2 separate regions of the Rattus norvegicus genome follow, and region 1 is linked to region 2. The links are chromatin contacts, called in public Hi-C maps. All regions are on one chromosome and are shown on one strand. The core of a region is the stretch at or near the end of the contact, and the rest is flanking DNA. Distances in the headings are between cores, read along the strand shown.

Region 1 (3,884 bases), core at 208-2,707, 83 kb before region 2:
CTAGTACTTTACCATAGGCCTTTTTCTTTTACTGTCTCTGGACAAGTTTATTCTTATCATAGTTTACCAAGATATACTTTCTCTTGGTTACCTCACGTTTAACTCCTTTTCTACAGGTTAGTCTCAGATATTCTTTTTGAAATATGCAGAACACAACAGGTGAAAAGGAATAGATTTATTTAAAACAAAATAAACCCGTCCTTGCTTAGAATTTAGTCTACTGTAACTACCAGAAAAAGGAATGTATTAAAAAAAACAAAAAACAATAGTGTCTTCTGTGTATCTTCTGTGGGACTGCAGCCAGCGGAGCCGCACTGGCTCAAAGCCGTCTTTCTTATCTGCTCTGTCACCTCATACCCAGCAGCAAGCCCTTTCTTTTTCCTGGATCTTGCCATTTCAACCCTACATTCCTTTTAATAGTGACCTTTGGTTTTCTACCATAACAGAAAGGAGTTGTATACTCCAGATCTGAAAAGTGAAGGCCAGAATTTTAACTGGGCAGCCCTAGGTCCTGAAATTCTAGGCTGCTGAATCAGTGCTTCGCAGCTCACCTTCTCCCCCACCCCCCACATGCGTGTGTATACACACACACACACACACACACACACACACACACACACACACACAGTGTAGAAACATCAGGGCTCATCCACTGCCTGAGGACAGGGAGAGGCACCCACTCTGGTGCCAGGTGTGCACAGACACTGAAATGTCTATCTCTGAAATACTGAAATGGGATTACAGGAGTCCTTCTGCGGAGACAGTGTGTACACGTAGTGTGTACACGTGACAGGAGGTGGTGTGCAGGGAACCTTGTATTCTACCCTGAGGACTCTGCACTTACACACTATTATTGGTCCACTGGTTCTGGGTTAACTTTCCAGGCCAGGAGTACCTGTGGAGATGCAGGGCTTAACTCCAGCAGACACTGCCAGACCCTTGCCAGTAGTCCAAGAATTACCTGAGCCCAGATAGCCAGAAAGATGAGGGGAAGTGTGAATGGCAGGCACCACAAATCTTAGGATGTGGTTAGGAGATGGTTAGAGCTGGTTTCACTGGGGTGTTATCCTGTCACTTTCTCAGACTGCCAGGCATTAACTACAGTAGTTTAAAGAGTTACCGTCATTTCTGCTCTCTGTCATGTGTAACAAAGTACCCAAGCTCAGGTATACACTTAAAGCTATAGTTAGTCCTCCGGTCACGGCTGTGGCTTGGAGACTCACAGAACGACTGTGCCAAAGGGAACGCAACACAAATCCACGCATCAGGAAACTGACTGGTTTGGCAGCTTACTGTGGATTTATTCCACACAAACAAAGCTTATGTAATGTATATTATTAGCTAACATCTACCAAAAGTGTACCCTCTGCAGGGGACGATGATTAAACACTGTCATCTCTGTGTTAAGACGAGACCGGGCTCAGAGAAATGATGCAAGCTAAGGGGACAGAGCTGGTGAGGACAGAGCCAGGATTTCATCTGCTGAACTCTGCTCTAATTCCTGCTCGCATTAGAATTAACAGAACACATCACATTGGCCAAACTTTGGTTTCCTCTAAAAAGGAGACTGGCTGAGTTGGGAGGAGTAAGCAAAGGAAGAAGCAATTTTTCTTTTCTTTACACAGTAAGGGGCCATCAAGTCGCCTTCCTTCTCTGCCCTGTATTCCATGGCTTATGTGGTTTCTAGGACTTCTAACTGCAGGGGACCTGGAAGTCTTCTCTGAGCCTTCTGCCAAGCAGATCAATGACCCAGGCACCAAACCTCATCGCCAAATCCTGCTCTGGACTAAAATTCCAGTTCCCACCCAGCTCTACAGAAACAACCGGGCCATTCACTCGCTTAGCCAGTGTTTGCTGGATGCGCGTTTACTGAGGGCAGCATTTGCTCCTGGGAACGTAGCAGTGCACACCGAACCTCATTTCCATCACTGAGCAAGGAGAAAGGATACTTGTAAGAATTACATTATTTAATAAGAAAAGAGATAGCAGGTACATAGGGGGCTCATGTCCGCAATCTCAACACTTGAACGACCATGAGGCAAGAGAATTAGACTGAGTATGGGCTACTAGAATCTGTCTCAAAAAAAATTAAAAAATAAAAATAAAATAAAATAAAAGAGGAGTAACAATGAAAGAAAAGTTAACTTAGGCGGAAGGTTCAATGAATTATTCAATGAACTATTGATCAACTGGTCACTTGAATGTCAGTAGATTCACATTTAGACTATACCTACTGCAGTGATTATCCCGGTTACACAGAAAGACTCCCTGTGCTCACAGAAAGCAATCTATGGTGCGCTAACCAAAAGCAGCTAATAACATAAGAGCACAGAGTAGACAAAACGAGATAAAAGCAGAGAGACATAGACCAGCTGTAACACATGCAACCCAGAAGGTGTATCCCTGTGCCCACAGCCCTGAAGAAATACAGGCTTTGGAGTCATTATATTGCTCTGTATGTTTTGAACATACGACAACAACAAGTGCCACAGGTGTCTACCTCATAATTAGAAAACCACTGCCTCAAGCTTCTGTTGGGGAGGAAAACAAACAGTGTTCTTGCTCCATCCTGAAGGTGGGAAGCACTCAATCATTTGCTAAAGCAATCAGAAAGCTAATAAAAGAACTTTACTTCAGCCAAAAGACTGATGGAAGACCACGAGGTAACTGAGGCACCAGAAAAATAAGATGTCTACTGCTCCCTTAAAAATGGTGAAGATGGTAAAATTCTGTTACCTATTTTTACCACGAAAATGAAACCATTAGGATGCCAAGTTGAATAAGTAGACAGACAGACAGACAGACAGACAGACAGACAGACAGACAGACAGAGGTGGTACTCTGTTACCCTGGTAATGTTTTTTGTTTAACCAGTATAAATAATTAAACCTCTACTTGGTGGGATCTAAAGCAATAATAAATTAGGCCAAATGCTACCTAAAAGGTCAGGCAGGGGAAGAGAGATGTGTAGCACGGAGCCTAGAAAGGGGCACTTCCCTGTCCTTGTCTCTGCTCCTGGATGTGTGCTCTTTGGTTCAAGAATGCCCTTGAGCTGCCAGGCTTCTCAGAGGTTCCCAGCCCAGTGGGAGGACACTGGGAGCTGTTAGAGAAGAGCTCCCTTCCCGTAGCCTAGAGCTGGTTTCCACAAAGAGTACAGTCAAAGATCGATTCAGTGGCCTCGGCAAGCAGCTCAGGTCTGAGAAACCCAAGGCCAGGCTGTGAGCACACACAAAGCCAGCACCTGTGACAGTTAAAATGGGGCCCTGGACAGAGCTGTTCTTCTGAGGGGCTTTTTCTCACACGGTTAGGGTTACTTTCCACAGGGAGGAATGTTAGGGATTTCTCTGCTCTCAGACAGCAGATGGAGTCTTTCAATCATTCCATCACACTCTCTCTCTCTGCTCATGTGCCTTACAAAACACCACACAAACACAGTGGTCCTTCATCTGTGATTTCACCAAACCCCAAACGTGCTGTAATTCATAAGTCTGAAGTAAGTTTTATTACAGTGTATTGTTAGAACTGTTCAACTTTATTGTAACTTAGTATCGGTATCTTTTATTGTACCTAACATAAAACTTACTGAATTTGAATTTACATAGAGAAAGGCATAGAGTGTGCAGGGGTTTGACCATATGCCCCATGGATAAGGGAGGATGGATGGCTAGACATTCCAGTTAGTTGGTAAAGGTTTAAGGTTAAAGGTTAAAGGTAAATAAATCCCACCTTTCTCTGAGTTCAACAGAAAGCAGGCATCTCTGGGAGGCAGCGAGTTGAGAGCAAGCTTCCTCCAGCTCGGCATCACTGATGCTGCAGGGGGGGTTTTCATTGTTGTGGAAGAAGACCTATGCTCTGTGGCACATTCAGCAGGTCCCTGACCTCCT
Region 2 (3,645 bases), core at 584-3,083:
ACTTGAGTTCAAGATGTAGGGAAGGAGACCTTGTCTCCAGAAACAAATAAAAGAAAATCCTGAATTCACTAGTACCTATTAAATACCAGACACTGCTCAATGCCTTAATAACCAGGCTCACAAATGGAACCATTGGGCAAACTGAGGATGTGGACAAGTGGGCAACCGACCAAGCTGCTCTAACTGACTCTGCTGGTCTAAGAAGCAGCTAAACCAGTCTGGGGCAGGCTATCGGCCACCATCGCTAGTTCTGAGCCGACGTGTCTGGGGTAGCCAGATGTATAGTTTTCTGCTGAGGGGCAGCAGAGAAACCTGCCTTCTGGGCTTACCAGCAAGAAAGTCTTTGAGAAACTTTGTTTAATGCAGGTGGGCAAGAAGGCATGTTCTCACAGCTTGAGGAGTCACATGGAGTCAAAGCATGAACAGTGTTTGCGGTTTCCCTGCAGAAATCCGAGAGCTTGGGTCAGGGTGAATGACTCACGGGGCAGACATTTTGTTATTTAGAGCTTTAGTCACATACAAGTCATAAAGTCTTCTGGTAAGTTATTATTTTGTTTATGTTCCCATGTGTGAGTGGTATACATACAAGTATATGTGCACACGTTTGTATGCACACAGGGGTGCAGAGGAGGCCAATTGGGTGTTGTCCCCTATCATGCTCTGCCTTTGCCCATTTCTTCCGAACCTGGAACTCAAGTTTTACTTAGCTAGTGACTACTGTCAAGCTGAGAATGAGTGGCAAAAAGCCCTTCCTTCCGCAGCACGAAATAAATCTACTTACCAGAAAAGGGCTGCTATAAAAAGACTTAAAAAAAAAGTGCTTCAAGAGAGATAGTGGGCTCATTCTCAGATAGAGATGATAGACAGACAGACAGATATATAGAGATGATAGATTGTCACTGTCACAGAGAGATGGGGACTCTTTTATAATAGTTGGGGGCAGTTCTTGCTTGTATCTCATGTCCCATTTGTGTGTCAGTCCATTTCTAAAGAGGGAAATGGGCATCTCACTCTTTGTTACATAGTTCATTAAAATTTGTATTATATTTTCCTTAGTGTGTATGTGTGTGTGTGTGTGTGTGTGTGTGTGTGTGTGTGTGTGTGTGGTGTGTGGTGTGTCTGTCTGTCTGTCTGTGGCATGTGGAAGAGAAGACAACTATCCCAGTCCGTTCGGCCTCCCACCACGTGAGTCCTACCTAGTCTGTCAGTAAGTGCCCGTATGCATGGATCATCACGCTCACCCAAGCAGTAGTTTATAGCAATGGTGAGCTATTCTTGAGATTAGCCATTTCTGGTGGGGAGTGGGGAAGCTACATGAATCATGAGGAGTTTGGCTTTGAATATTTGATTAAGACATCACAAGTCTCTGGGCCAGACTCCAAGAGCTCAAAGTCTGCTGATAAGGTGTGAGGGCTTTGCTTTTATTTTGGCTTTTTTAACTCTGCAAATACCGACTTGTTGCTCCCAAAGGAAGTTGCTCCCTACTCTAGGGAAGTTTCTCAGCAGTTTCTACTCTGGACTTTGTTCTGCTACAGAACTTCTGTCTGTATTCTACAGGTTCGTTTGGCAACAGGCACGTAAGAGGAGCCAGTCCCAGCAATGCCAAAGCTGCTGTCCCTGCAGAACAGTGGTGTGTAAAACACTGCTGCAGCCTCCTGCCCATAGAACCTGCCTCCCCAGACTTCCATCACAACTCTGTCAAGTCCTTGAGAACTGACATTCCTGAGCCCTAAAAGCTGTGCCTGAACACGTCTCAGATTCCACAACAGTCCGTCTCCACAACGGTCCGTCTCCACAGCAGTCCGTCTCGGACTCCTTCAGCCAATGACAGTGTCTTCGGTCTATATCGCCACCTGGTGGTAAAAACACCTGTTGAGGAGAAGGTTCGGACCTGCTCAGCTACATCTATTCGCTTTTTTAAATAAAAATTTCGATTTTAGAAAAACTTACTACGAGATGGCTATATACAAATATGGGATTACATTCGAGAGTTACAACGTAAGTCAAGATGTTAAAACGACACCTTGCAGGGGCTTGCGAGACCAGTCAGTAGTTAAGCATACACGCTGCTCTTGCCAAGAACCCAAGTTTGGATCCCAGTTAGATATTCCACCCCCGTGGCAATGTTTAATCCCATCTATACACCACCTATAATTCCAATTCCAGGGGGTCGATGCCCTGTTCAAGTGCTCAAGTACACCAGGCCCCCCTTTAAAAAAGAAAACAAACATCGCACAGCGTCCCTTACAAACCTAAGATTCTAACCACACGTTGGCGTCTTAACCACATTGGTAGTCATCAGTAAGATACCGATTTCTTTTCTATTCTTTTCTTTTCTTTTCTTTTTTTTTTTTTGGGTTCTTTTTTTTTCGGAGCTGGGGACCGAACCCAGGGCCTTGTGCTTCCTAGGTAAGTGCTCTACCACTGAGCTAAATCCCTAGCTCCAAGATACCGATTTCTTAAACTATTGGGAGGGCTAGAGAGATGGCCTGTGGCCTAGGAGCACTTGTAGAGGGCTCAGGTTTGGTACCCCACACCCATATGATAGTTCAAATTCCAGGAGATCTGATGCCCTCTTCAAGATCTGAGGGTACCAGGCATGTCCATGACACACACACACATACTTACATACAAAAATGTACACACATAAAATAAACTATAAAACAACTGCCCAAACAAGTTTTATTTTACCAAACTTTCTCTGCCATATTCAAATTATCCCTAGGTATTTGAACAAGGACATAAGTAATAGTAGTGTGTGTGTGTATGTGTGTGTGTGTTTGTGTGTGTGTGTTTGTGTGTGTGTTTGTGTGTGTGTTTGTGTGTGTGTGTGTTTGTGTGTGTGTTTGTGTGTGTGTGTGTTTGTGTGTGTGTTTGTGTGTGTGTTTGTGTGTGTGTGTGTGTTTGTGTGTGTGTGTTTGTGTGTGTGTTTGTGTGTGTGTTTGTGTGTGTGTTTGTGTGTGTTTGTGTTTGTGTGTGTGTGTTTGTGTGTGTGTTTGTGTGTGTGTGTTTGTGTGTGTGTGTTTGTGTGTGTGTTTGTGTGTGTGTGTTTGTGTGTGTGTTTGTGTGTGTGTTTGTGTGTGTGTGTTTGTGTGTGTGTTTGTGTGTGTGTGTTTGTGTGTGTGTGTTTGTGTGTGTGTGTTTGTGTGTGTGTGTTTGTGTGTGTGTTTGTGTGTGTGTGTTTGTGTGTGTGTTTGTGTGTGTGTGTTTGTGTGTGTGTGTTTGTGTGTGTGTTTGTGTGTGTGTTTGTGTGTGTGTGTGTGTGTTTGTGTATGTGTGTTTGTGTGTGTGTGTTTGTGTGTGTGTGTTTGTGTGTGTGTGTGTTTGTGTGTGTGTGTTTGTGTGTGTGTTTGTGTGTGTGTGTTTGTGTGTGTGTTTGTGTGTGTGTTTGTGTGTGTGTTTGTGTGTGTGTGTTTGTGTGTGTGTTTGTGTGTGTGTGTGTGTTTGTGTGTGTGTGTTTGTGTGTGTGTTTGTGTGTGTGTGTTTGTGTGTGTGTGTTTGTGTGTGTGTGTTTGTGTGTGTGTGTTTGTGTGTGTGTTTGTGTGTGTGTGTTTGTGTGTGTGTGTGAGTGTGTGTGTTTGTGTGTGTGTGTGTTTGTGTGTGTGTTTGTGTGTGTGTGTTTGTGTGTGTGTGTTTGTGTGTGTG

What was found. A called contact is a pair of places that touch in the nucleus more often than the background predicts.
Region 1: a Hi-C map of liver shows a contact between it and region 2, with 6 times the contacts expected there. The contact joins two enhancer-like sites. A contact is called at or near these places in 2 of 12 Hi-C or Micro-C datasets (kidney and liver).

The regions. Positions count from the first base shown.
Region 1 is chr2:25,619,179-25,623,062 of GRCr8, reverse strand. The region is part of intron 1 of Serinc5 (serine incorporator 5); the gene reads right to left. Among named protein-coding and RNA genes, the nearest start is that of Serinc5, 39 kb to the right of the region's middle. Within about 2 kb of position 1,457, at least 33 of the 93 cell types and tissues checked have an H3K27ac peak or open chromatin away from gene starts, as enhancers often do. A contact at or near this core is called in liver, where this site is marked.
Region 2 is chr2:25,536,744-25,540,388 of GRCr8, reverse strand. No RefSeq gene overlaps it. Among named protein-coding and RNA genes, the nearest start is that of Spz1, 5.2 kb to the right of the region's middle. Within about 2 kb of position 1,833, at least 13 of the 93 cell types and tissues checked have an H3K27ac peak or open chromatin away from gene starts, as enhancers often do. A contact at or near this core is called in liver, where this site is marked.